2 separate regions of the Mus musculus genome follow, and region 2 is linked to region 1. Evidence: chromatin contacts called from public Hi-C data. All regions are on one chromosome and are shown on one strand. The core of a region is the stretch at or near the end of the contact, and the rest is flanking DNA. Distances in the headings are between cores, read along the strand shown. Region 1 overlaps Gpr84 (G protein-coupled receptor 84). Region 2 has its middle 17 kb from the start of Itga5.

Region 1 (5,407 bases), core at 751-3,250:
TGAGGTGGTACTCAAAGGACAAAGAAATCTGCCTTTGAAGCAAACACAGTTGACCTAAAATTGTCCACTGAGCAGACAGGACATGTGCTGGAAGAGAGGCCAGTATGATCCAAGGAAGTTCTGAGAAACCAGACTGTATATCTTCTGTGGATAAATCCTGAGGTTCCCCTCCAGCTGCCCTTAGAGACATCTCCAGAGCCTTGGTGCTCCTGGCATCCAGTGCCCTGGTGAGAGCTCACCTTACCTTACTGTTTCCAAGGATAGACACTAGAGTGAACTCCAGGCAAGAGCTAGGTGGGAGAGCTACTGAGCCCTCACCTCAGTCACCCCAATCCATTCCTACCCAGGACTGGTGAGGGAAAACGGGGTTTGCTTTCAGACTGCTCTACGAGGAGCAATCATTGACTCAATTTCTGATGAAATGCTAGAAGTTGGAAATTTTACTGCGAAGGGTAATGGATTGGGAGAAAACAAAAGAATGGGGGGGGGCAGGAAAAGGGAGAAGAGATCCTGTCTTTTTTCCTTATTCTCTCATCCCCCGATTGAGGAGGCAGATTTACAGCCTTGGTGTTGGGGGGAGGTGAGCATAAGGAAGACAGATCTGCAGTTTTGCCCTCTGAGTGTCTGGGTACTTAGCTTTAACTCCCCCATTAGCATCAATCCCCATCTTGCTGCCCATCCGTCTTCTGACATCAGCTCCTTCCTCTCTGTGTAGGCCAGGCTTTCTGACCCTAAGTGGCTCTTAAAGGGCCAGTCTAGACCCTTCTCTTTCCCTCCTCTCAGTGGGAGGAGGTGGGGACAGCAAGCTGGAGCCTGTGCATATGTATACTGTGGCCATCCTTGCTGAGGCCAGTGTCACCGAGGGCATGGGGAGTGGGGAGGCAGGGTGACTTTCCCAGTTCTCTGTGGACCTCCCTTATGTCACAGCCTCTATCTTTGTCTGCTAACTCTCCAAACCTTGAGCAAAGACGTTGCTGGCCAGTGGTTGAGGACTAGAGAAGGCATGTGGATCCTTAGGCAGATCCTTCTTCCCTCCCTCTTTTCCCGGAGGCCCAGGGCAAGGAGTGTTTTTAATTTTCAGCCAGCAGTGGGAGTGGACAGGTTGGGAACCGCGGCTCCTAGGAGATGCATTGGGCGCCACATTCCTAGCCTCCTTTCCCAGGGATCCAGACAAATCCCTTCTCTGTGAGGGAGACATCAAGTCCTAGAAATCTGCTTGTGTTTGCTGTCTCCAATTCATTCCTCAGCAACTGAACTTAAGAGGCACAGGAAGAGAGCACACTTCTCTCGGTCCTCTGCAGAAAGGCTGTAACCGCCCTCCAGGGTCTCCAAGAACGATGCTCACAAAGTTCTTCCCTGACCTGCCTTCCATCCTTTCTGCTGCAAAACTGCAGGCATCGGAGGGGGTTCTCAAGGGCCGTACCTTTCTAACTTTCTTACTGGTTTCTGAAGCCCACCACCCACAGCCCTGGGGCTCCCTCTGGCTCAAGATGAGAGGGAGCCGCTGGTAGGGTCCTTGGGAAAGTGGCCCCGTCCGAAATAGGAGCTCTCACTGTACCCCAGCGGCCCCTTATTTATCACCCTCCAAACCTCAAAGAAGCATAAATATTCCTAATTCCTGAAGGCCGAGCCTGAGCTCGTAAATCTAAGCTGGGGTGGGAGTGGGAGGGGGGGTTGGGAGGGGTCCCGCGCAACAAACGCGACACAGCTCCCACGGGCTGCGCGCCGCCGGCCTCCGGCCCGCCAAATTCCCCGCTGTCTCGGCCGGTCACTCGCAGAGCCGCTCCGGAAGCGGCGTGACGGGCACGCGCGGCGAGCACGCGAGTACAAGGGATGCGGGGGAGGGGCGCGCGGCCTCGTTCCCAGCCGCGCCCCACCCCCCTCGGCGCCCACCAGGCTGTAAATCAGGGCCGAGGCCGCTGGACCAATAGCATCGCGACTCGTAAATCGGCCTGTCAAGATCAGCCAATGAAACGTGGCGTTAAATCAAGTCCTGTCAGAGCTCGGCCAATGAGAGACTCTGGGCTGACCATAAATCTGTCTGCAGGAGACAGCGAAAGAGAGAGAGTGTGCTGCGAGCGGGCAGGCGGGGCCGTGGGGGAGGCGCGAATCGGGGACCCTCGGGCGGGCGCGGGCGCGGGCGCGGGCGGGTGGCGCGGGCAGGCGAGAGACTGCAGTCTGCTCGAGAGACGCCCAAATGGAGAGGGACAAAGACAGGCTTCGACAGGGCGCGGGCTCCCGCGGGTGACTGACAAAGATAGTGGTGGGTGTACAGGCATTGACTGGGTCCCATCCTAACACTCACGCCCCAAGAGAGAATACCCCAGAAAGCCTCGCTTTCCGTTTTCTTTCTTCCAGCTCAGCCTTTATTGAAATTAGGAACGGAGATGTGTGCAGAGGGTGAAGGGTGAGAAAGCAGCTTGCTTGCTAAATTTCTGTCCTTCGGTTTTGGGACTCTTGTGTCCTCTGAGTCATTCCCCAGCCCCCCAACCCTCCCGCAATTGAAGATTAGGAAGCCACTCTGATGTCTAACTGCAATCCCTATCGCTGTTCCCTCTACTCTGAGGAAGATTTTGAATTGCCTTCAAGGAATGTGAAAAAAGAACCCTTTTACAAGCCTTCAGAGAGTTGTCAACCTTCAAGATCTTGGAAGGACTGAATGGGAAGGACTTTTAGGGTTTGCCTGATCATATGACCTAGCTTCAGCAACGCAGCTGTTTTGTAGTGGTTAGTCTTTATTGCTGGTAACAGCTCTGGTTAGACTTTGCCCTCAAACCACAGTTTATCACTTACTAGCCCTTTGACTTTGAACAAATTAACCTGTTAGTATTTGTTTTCCCATTTGTAAGAAAGTATAATTGATTGTCATGGGAATTTTATGCCTACATGAAACATCTTTGCAGAATTTAGCACTACAAAGAGTGTCCCCTACTCTCAGCTTTCTACAGATCATGAAACTTGAAGCCTAGAGTGGTCCAGAGGTCTCAAGTTCATGGAAGTGTCACTCGGGTCTTTGGCCTAGCCTCAGCTGCACAGTCCCAGGTTGCACCTGGCCTGTCTGAATCCCGTCTCTGTAGCCTCAGCTTGCTATTTGTTTGTGGGCCGTGAAGAACATCTAGAAACACGGGCTCTGGATTAGCAAGATAGACTACTGGTCCTCATTGGGGTTGGGGGTGGAGGGGGTGGAGTTGAACTGTCTTTTTGTTGGTGTTGTTGTTTGTTTGTTTTTTTTTTTGAGACAGGGTTTCTCTGTGTATCCCTGGCTGTCCTGGAACTCACTCTGTAGACCAGGCTGGCCTCGAACTCTGAAATCCACCTGCCTCTGCCTCCCAAGTGCTGGGATTAAAGGCATGTGCCACCACTGCCCAGCCGGAGTGTCTTTTTATTTTGTCTTTTTATTTTCATTTCAATTCTTCAAGATTTTGTTGTTTCAAACCAGGCATTTGGGGATAGGAAGAGGCCGTATGCAGCGGGGCATCTTGTCAACCAACCCAGCTCAAACATCCCATTCTCAGTGGTCTCTTGGTGCTCACCCAGTACCCTGTCCCACCTTAGATAAAGGTAGAGGCTCTACTACTTCAGCATGATGACTCATACACAGTCCCCCCACCTCCCTTTTTTTTCTGGATCCTGAAGAAGGAAGACCAAGTATTCAAGGCCAGCATCAGCTACATAGTGATAGCCTGTTTCAAATGAAATTAAAAGAAAACCAATGGTTTCAGCAAGGATTACATGCCTGTAAATTTGCACTCTGAGGTCTGAGGCTGTAGGGCCATGAGCTCCACATGGTAAAATTATCAAAAAACAAAACATCCTTCCTCAGTCTTCATTTTCTAGTATTCAAGTATGCTGATTCAAATCCTGGGCCTCCACCCCTGGTCAGGGATCTTGCTGGCACTTACAATACTCAACCGGAAGTAAAAAAGGAAGCACAGGGAAACAGCGCCACCTGGTGGTCTTTGTGCTTTCAGGCCGTATTTACAGAATGGTGGTGCTTGAGAAGTCAGGGGTGTGCCCTGTGGGGCTTTCTTCAGCCCGTAGAGGAAAAATGGAGGAAGAGAGCCTCCAGGTACAGCGGCCACCCGCTAAGCTTGGTTCCATTTCCCCGGAGCACAGGCTCCACCTTGACTATCCCCTTGTATGGGGTGCAGTGGGCAGGATTCACTGCAAGGGTATAACCTGTAGTGTTGAATAAACCTCCTGGCCTGGATGGAGGATTTTGGCAGTAGTGGTGAGCAGTTAAGGGCTGTTTTATTAAGGAAAAAGGCACACACCTGTAATTACTCTGTGGCTCTCGTTGCAGGACGATCTTGAATTTGAGGGCAAATTGGGCTACATATGATGATGTCTCAAAGGAAAAATAAAAGGGAGAGAGAAAGCTAATTCTCTATCTGGAACCCTGTCAGTCACAGGCTACATCTATCCCTGGATAGCTGCTCTCTAAATGGCTTTGACACAGGTCACCCCAAATCTCAACTACTAAATTCCAGTTCTGACTCTGGCCTAAATCCTCCTTTCTCACGTAACCACTCCTGGACGTTAAAAGCATTCAATGCGGAGTTAGGGAAGTAGGCTTCGAAGTGCATATTATGCAAATATAGAATCTGTGTCTGTATCTCCAACATTTATGTAAAAATTGGTCAAGGCAGTGCATGACTGTAATCCTAGCATTAGGGAGGTCGTGTCAGTAGGGTCACTCGCTGGAGCTTGCTGGCCAGTCAATCTAGTCAAATTTTGGAGCCCCAGAAATACTGTTGCAAAAACTAAGATGGAAATAAACCGAGGAAGAACACACACACACACACACACACACACACACACACAAAAGCATGCACGCAAGCGCCAAGTGTGAGGGGGGGATGCAATGTCTTTATTAATAATTAACCACACTCCTTGGGTCACACAGGGTTGACACACTGATTCCTGAATGGGAAAGTGGTGTACCTCTATACCACTGAGGTTGTCTGTGAAATACCCAAGGACTGAAGGGCTCCTGTCCTGTCCTCTGCAGGCCACTCTGGTTCCGGATGTTTGGCCTGTCCTGGTGAATGGACTACTAGCTTTAAATAGCTTTAATGGAACCGGCGGAAACTCTGTGGCCCGCGTTTCAGGATGGAGCCATACGCGTGGCGAAACTGGCGGTTCATGGCTGCATAGAGCACAGGGTTGATGCAGCTGTTGAGCCAGGTGAGGTTGGCAGCCACCATGTGCACTACTCGTGGAGCACGGCCCCTGGCGTCCAGAATGTTGAGCAACAGGAAGGGGATGTAGCTGAGGGCGAAGCAGAGGAACACTGCGAAGCACATACGGGTCACCTTCCCGAACTCTGATGGGGCATCTGTGGCTCTGCGAGCTCCTGCAGTTTCCCGGGGCTTGCGATGCACTTCTGGAAGGCTTCTCTCTGCGA
Region 2 (5,295 bases), core at 1,020-3,519, 78 kb after region 1:
TTTGTCTGTCCTAAATGAGAGTGATTAAGCCAGCTGAGCATTGGGGTTCCATCTTACAACACATTCAGATTCTTATATATAGGAACTCAGGGGAAAACCAGGCTGAAGTCCTTGTGAGGGGCCAGGAACAAACAAATACTTGGTAACCAGGATGAGCTCAGGGCTCTGTAGGGGGTAGTGAGGAAAGCCAGGCCAACTAGGCCAGACTCCAGAAGTGAATGGAGGGTGGCCCACTCATTCATCTGACCCTGTGCCTTCAAAAACTAAAAGCTAGAATGTAAGCATCCTATTGGAGGAGACTGAAAAGAGATACAGCTCTGGGCATCTGGAAGGGGCAAAATCTCAGGTCCTCTGTAATTTGAGGTACTATGGGAGTAGGAACAGCCAAAGTTATTCAGTATTATTTAGAAAACTGAGCAGTTCACAAATATTACCTATGTTAACCCCAAGAGAATCCTATGAGGCAGCAGTTGATACTTTTAAAATTAACATTGTGGTTTTCTGTTACTGATTTTTGGAACAGGATTTCCTTATGTAGTATGACTGTCTTGGAACTCAGAGATCCACCTGCCACTGCTTCCTGAGTGCTAGCACTAAAGTTGTGTGATACCATGCCCAGTGCCTGCTTTTTAAGGCTTATAGTTCTGGCTTGCCTCAATTTTCCTGATTTTTCTTCCCCTACCTCCCAATTGATGGGATATAGGCATGTTCTACTCTGCCAGGCTCTCTCTCTCCTCTCTCCCTCTCTCCGAAAGAGTGTCATTCTGTAGTCTAGGCTGGCCTGAAACTCAGTATGCAGACCAGACTAGCCCTCAAACTATTGGGTAATCTTCCTGCCTCAGATTCACATGGGCTGAATTTAGAGGTATGAGCCACCAAGCCTGGCTTGATTTTCTCATTTAATGTTCTCACAAGTCCTCTAAAGTTAGCAAGGACATCTGACTAATGTGCTATCTTTTAAAGCCGGAAGAGCTGGCATAGTGGCTTAAGTCTTCAGTACCAGCATTGAGAGGCAGATGTCTGTAAGTCTGAGCCAGCCTGGTCTACACCAAGAGTTCCAGGACAGCCAGGGATACATGATTTACAAAAAAAAAAAAAAAAAAAAAAAAAAAAAAGAAAAGATGAAGTAGGACTTTCTAGCTGGTGAAGGAATAGCTCTAGAAGTTAAGTAGGATCCATTCTAGATAGGGTTTTTGGAGTGGAGTGGGTGTGGTTTCCAGTCCCTGAGGGATGAGAGTTGGATGCCCACACCATGTGACTGAGGAGGAGAATGTGGCACCTTGATAGCACCCCTTCCCATCTTTTCTCTGGCATTTTGAGATAGGATCTCATTGTGTAGCTCTGGCTGCCACAAACTCAAGATTTTCCTGTTCTGGCTGCCCAGTGCTGGCATTACAGGTGTGCAACAAGGCAGGCTTATGAAGAGTTCTTCAGAGATGGAGACAGTTACCAGGAGTACATTCTGAGACAGCAAATTCCCTTTTGTTTTCACCAGCTAGTTGTTCAATAGCAGGAGAGAAGGAAATTAGATATTAGAGGGACTTCCCTACTGCTTGGGGCTGATAGGAGCCTCTGCCTCCTGTGGTGATTTGTGAAGACAATGCATTCTTCCTTGTCTGTAATGGGCGGGCTGGAGGCATGAAAGGTCATTGTGTTGCTAGGGTTGTGGATGAGGTGGTTTATTTGATGACCTATGACCAGCTAGGAGAGCCTGAGGTTTTTAAAGGAGAGGAAATTTGCCAAAAGGGCATTTGGAGGAGGGTCCGTGTTTTGGGCTCTAGCCTGGGGTGAAGTCAGAAACATAAATCACACCTCCCAACTGCCCATTTCCGCTTTGAGCTCAGTTCCCAGCCAACTGTTCAGTCAGCTTGCCAGGGGAGTGTGTGGAGGCGGGGCACTGGAGCTGGAAGCAGTGGCTGGGAATAGGAGCAGGGAGTGGAAACAGGTCTCTAATGGTCCCTAGTGAAGGGTCAGGACTGGGCTGGACCAGGGTGTGGGCGTGTGGGGATCACAGTGAAAGTGGGTTTGAAAGTCTTGTGCGACTTCTATAACTCCAGCACTTGAGAGATCACAGGCTGAAGAAACACTGCAGGTTCAATACCAGCTTCATCTAGACAGTGAGACCCTGTCTCCCCCAAACATCCCTTTACCCCAAATCCCAACAAAACAAGAGTAAACTGGAGATTCCTCATCCCAGACATGACTCTGCCACACCCAGTCTGATGAATTCTCCTTCAGGCACAAAACCACCAGGACATGCTTAGAAGACATACCTTCAGAGAAACACTCCTTCCCACTCAACTGTTGCTCACTTCAGCAGAAACTTCCAGCTGTTGTGGAAGAGTAGAAGCGGAAGTGAGTGGGGATTGAGAGAGATGAGGATCTCACAACCTTTATTATGGTTGGAAAACATCCTTCTCCTGTGAGTCCAAAGGCTTGCACTACGGCAGGCTGGGTGATCTTTCTTCTCCCTGGAGATCCTCAGTCGTCTGCTGTCCTGTGGTGGGCATGGCCTTTTCTCTATGGGATTGGGGAGGCAGAGTGGGAGGTATAGCATTGAGTGTATGTGTTGGGAGGGGTAGGTGTTTGAGGGCAGGAAATCCAGAAGGCAACTCAGACAATGGCTTTTTCCGCTGGCGTGGGTCCAGGCTGCTGGATCCTGTCTAACCCCATAGCACCTCCTGATTTTCTTTGGTTAGCATCCCACTTACTGTTCACTAGTGGGGGAGAGGGGCATTTCCAGGTAATTTAATTCAACTTGGAATCTTCTTGCCGTGGTTTCCTATACGGTATGGTGGTGCTACTTTGATCTTATGGTAAACATGTTTTTATTTATGTTTAGTCTGTCTTGTTCTATTCCTTAAACTGTTCTCTTGTATAATAGGACAATAAAAGCTTTGGTACACGCCCCTCCCCACCCCCTTCTAGTATTAGGACAATAACATGTGCCTCCTGATATGGGAGGTGACAATATACTTAGATGGAAGAGCAGAGATCTTTGGAATGTAGGAATATGTTTCCAGAAGACTGAGCTGAGCATAATCCCAGCACTTGGGAGGCTAAGGTAGGAGGATCAGATCATGAGTTTCTGGCCAGCCTTGGTTGTATAGTGAAACCTCATCTCAACAGACAGAAGGGACGGCCACTGATTGCTACCAGGGCTTTACACTGATAAACTGACATGGAGGCCCCCACCTCTTCCCTTTTTCCTGCTGTCTGGTTAGACAGCTACTTTTCAGCTCATCCTGTGGATAGAGGACTCAGTGTTGTCTCACTAACACGCCCAATGTACTGTTTGCCTTGCTCCCGTGATTCCAGGGTATACAACTCACAGTCATCTCTATTGCCCAGGCTACTGAAATCCTGCACAAGTGTCCTTAGCTCATCTTAACCGTCAGCAGTCCTCTTCTCAAGCACTGCCCTTGCAGTCTGGACTGCACAGTCTAGTACTTAATTATCCAGGTTATTTATAGAGTTCCTGTGAAATTTAGAAACTGAATGCATCTGAATGTACATGTGACCAAAGCAACTATAAATACTTTATAAAAATTATAGACTTCTTTAAAAAAAGATTTTTGTGTGTAGGTGTTTTGCCTACATGTGTTTATGTGCAGCAAATGTACACACCTGGTACCAAGGCCAGGATCCCCTGGAACAGAAGTTACAGACAGTTATGACTGTGAGCTACCATGTGGGTGTTGGGAACAAACATGGGTCTTCTGGGAGGGCTGCAAGTGCTCTTAGCCACCGAGCCACTGCCACTGATCTGCCTTCACTCCCATGAGCTGATTTGTTTGTTTGTTCTTTTGAGACAGGGTGTATGTAGCCCTGGCTGTCCTGAAACTCACCACCATCTGCTTACTTCTGGAGTGCTGGGATTAAAGGCATTTGTCATCATGCCCCGCCATAGGATTTTTAAAAAAGATTTATTTTATGTGATGAGTACACTGTAGCTGTCTTCAGACACACCAGAAGAAGGCATTGGATCCCATTACAGATGGTTGCAAGCTACAAGGTGGTTGCCAGGACTTGAACTCAGGACCTCTGGAAGAACAATCAGTGCGCTTAACTGCTGAGCCATCTCTCCAGCCAATACATAGAGTTCTTAATGTTAACTTTTTAATTGTTGTTAATATGTTTTTATTTTGTGCAGAAAATGTTATATTAGAAAGGAGACTCGAATTTGAATGCTGACTCTATAATTTAATAAATAGATAGGCCACAGCTTGGTATAGTGATACATGCCTGGAATCCTAGCACTCAAGAGGCTGAGGTAGAATAAGAGTTTCATACCTACCTGGGATATATACTCTTGTCTAAAAGCCAGGCTGGCAGTGGTGGTGCACCTCTTTAATCCCAACACTCAGGAGGCAGAGTCAGGCATCCCAGAGTTCAAGGCTAGCCTGGTCTACAGAGTTCCAGGACAGCCAGGGCTACATAGAAAGTCTGCCTTGAAAAAACAAAACCACAAAACCACCAAAACAACAGAAAAGTGTCAAGTTATGCCATCGTCCTTGTTCTCAATATATTAATCTATAAAACAGAGATTGTACTTTTCCCCAAGACTTGTTGGGGGAATTAAAGTTAATATACTGTCTGTGCAATAATGCTGAGAAGACTGAAATCCATCCAAGGTCTGATGTGCTCTTCCTGACTGTTGTCAGATGTGTGTGAAGAAGTTCTCAGGAGAGACATCACTGATCCTTACCTAGCATTCCACAGCATGAGTTACAGAACTTGCCTCTTCTACTAAGCCAGGTTCTAAAAGGTAAATACTACCTTTGCTTCCATTTTCCCGTGGCTCTTAACCACTGAGTCATCTCTGTAGCCTCAGACCTGCTGTTGAGATAGCTCTTAGTTCTGGCTGGGTTGGAATTCTCCAGATCGACTAGGCTGGCCTTGAACCTGAAGTGATCTTCTTGACTTAGCCTCTAGAATGCTAGAATTACAGATGTGTGCCACATATAACTCCTATTGGACATCTTGAATGCAAATTCTTGAGAGAAACTGAGCCAGAAGTGCCTATTCTGCTCTTGAATGACTTGAGTCAGGATCTTAGGTATCATGGAAGTACCTTGCCTGTTTTGACTGTGACTTGGATTTTCCCACTTCTGAATGCTGGGGTCACAGCCACCAAAACCAGTAACTTAGTAATGGAGGATCTAACTCAGGGCTTCATCCATTCTAGGTAAACACCCTACCACATAGATTATATTTCAGCTGCTTTTTTTTTTCTTGGCCCATTGATACTGAGAGAGAACATTTATTGATTATACCAATAACTAGTATAGATTA

The links. A called contact is a pair of places that touch in the nucleus more often than the background predicts.
Region 2: a contact with region 1 is called in a Hi-C map of uterus, with 2.6 times the contacts expected there. The contact joins two enhancer-like sites. A contact is called at or near these places in 1 of 39 promoter capture datasets (macrophages), 1 of 484 Hi-C or Micro-C datasets (uterus), 2 of 115 datasets of contacts at active chromatin or transcription factors (embryonic stem cells and heart atrium) and 1 of 9 other capture datasets (adipose tissue).

Annotation. Positions count from the first base shown.
Region 1 is chr15:103,303,386-103,308,792 of GRCm38.p6, forward strand. It overlaps Gpr84 (G protein-coupled receptor 84), which reads right to left. Exons shown (of 2, transcript NM_030720.2): 2 at 4,850-5,407. The coding sequence ends at 5,073. Among named protein-coding and RNA genes, the nearest start is that of Gpr84, 4.3 kb to the right of the region's middle. Within about 2 kb of position 2,001, at least 354 of the 459 cell types and tissues checked have an H3K27ac peak or open chromatin away from gene starts, as enhancers often do. A contact at or near this core is called in adipose tissue, heart atrium and uterus, where this site is marked.
Region 2 is chr15:103,381,377-103,386,671 of GRCm38.p6, forward strand. No RefSeq gene overlaps it. Among named protein-coding and RNA genes, the nearest start is that of Itga5, 17 kb to the left of the region's middle. Within about 2 kb of position 2,270, at least 88 of the 459 cell types and tissues checked have an H3K27ac peak or open chromatin away from gene starts, as enhancers often do. A contact at or near this core is called in adipose tissue, heart atrium and uterus, where this site is marked.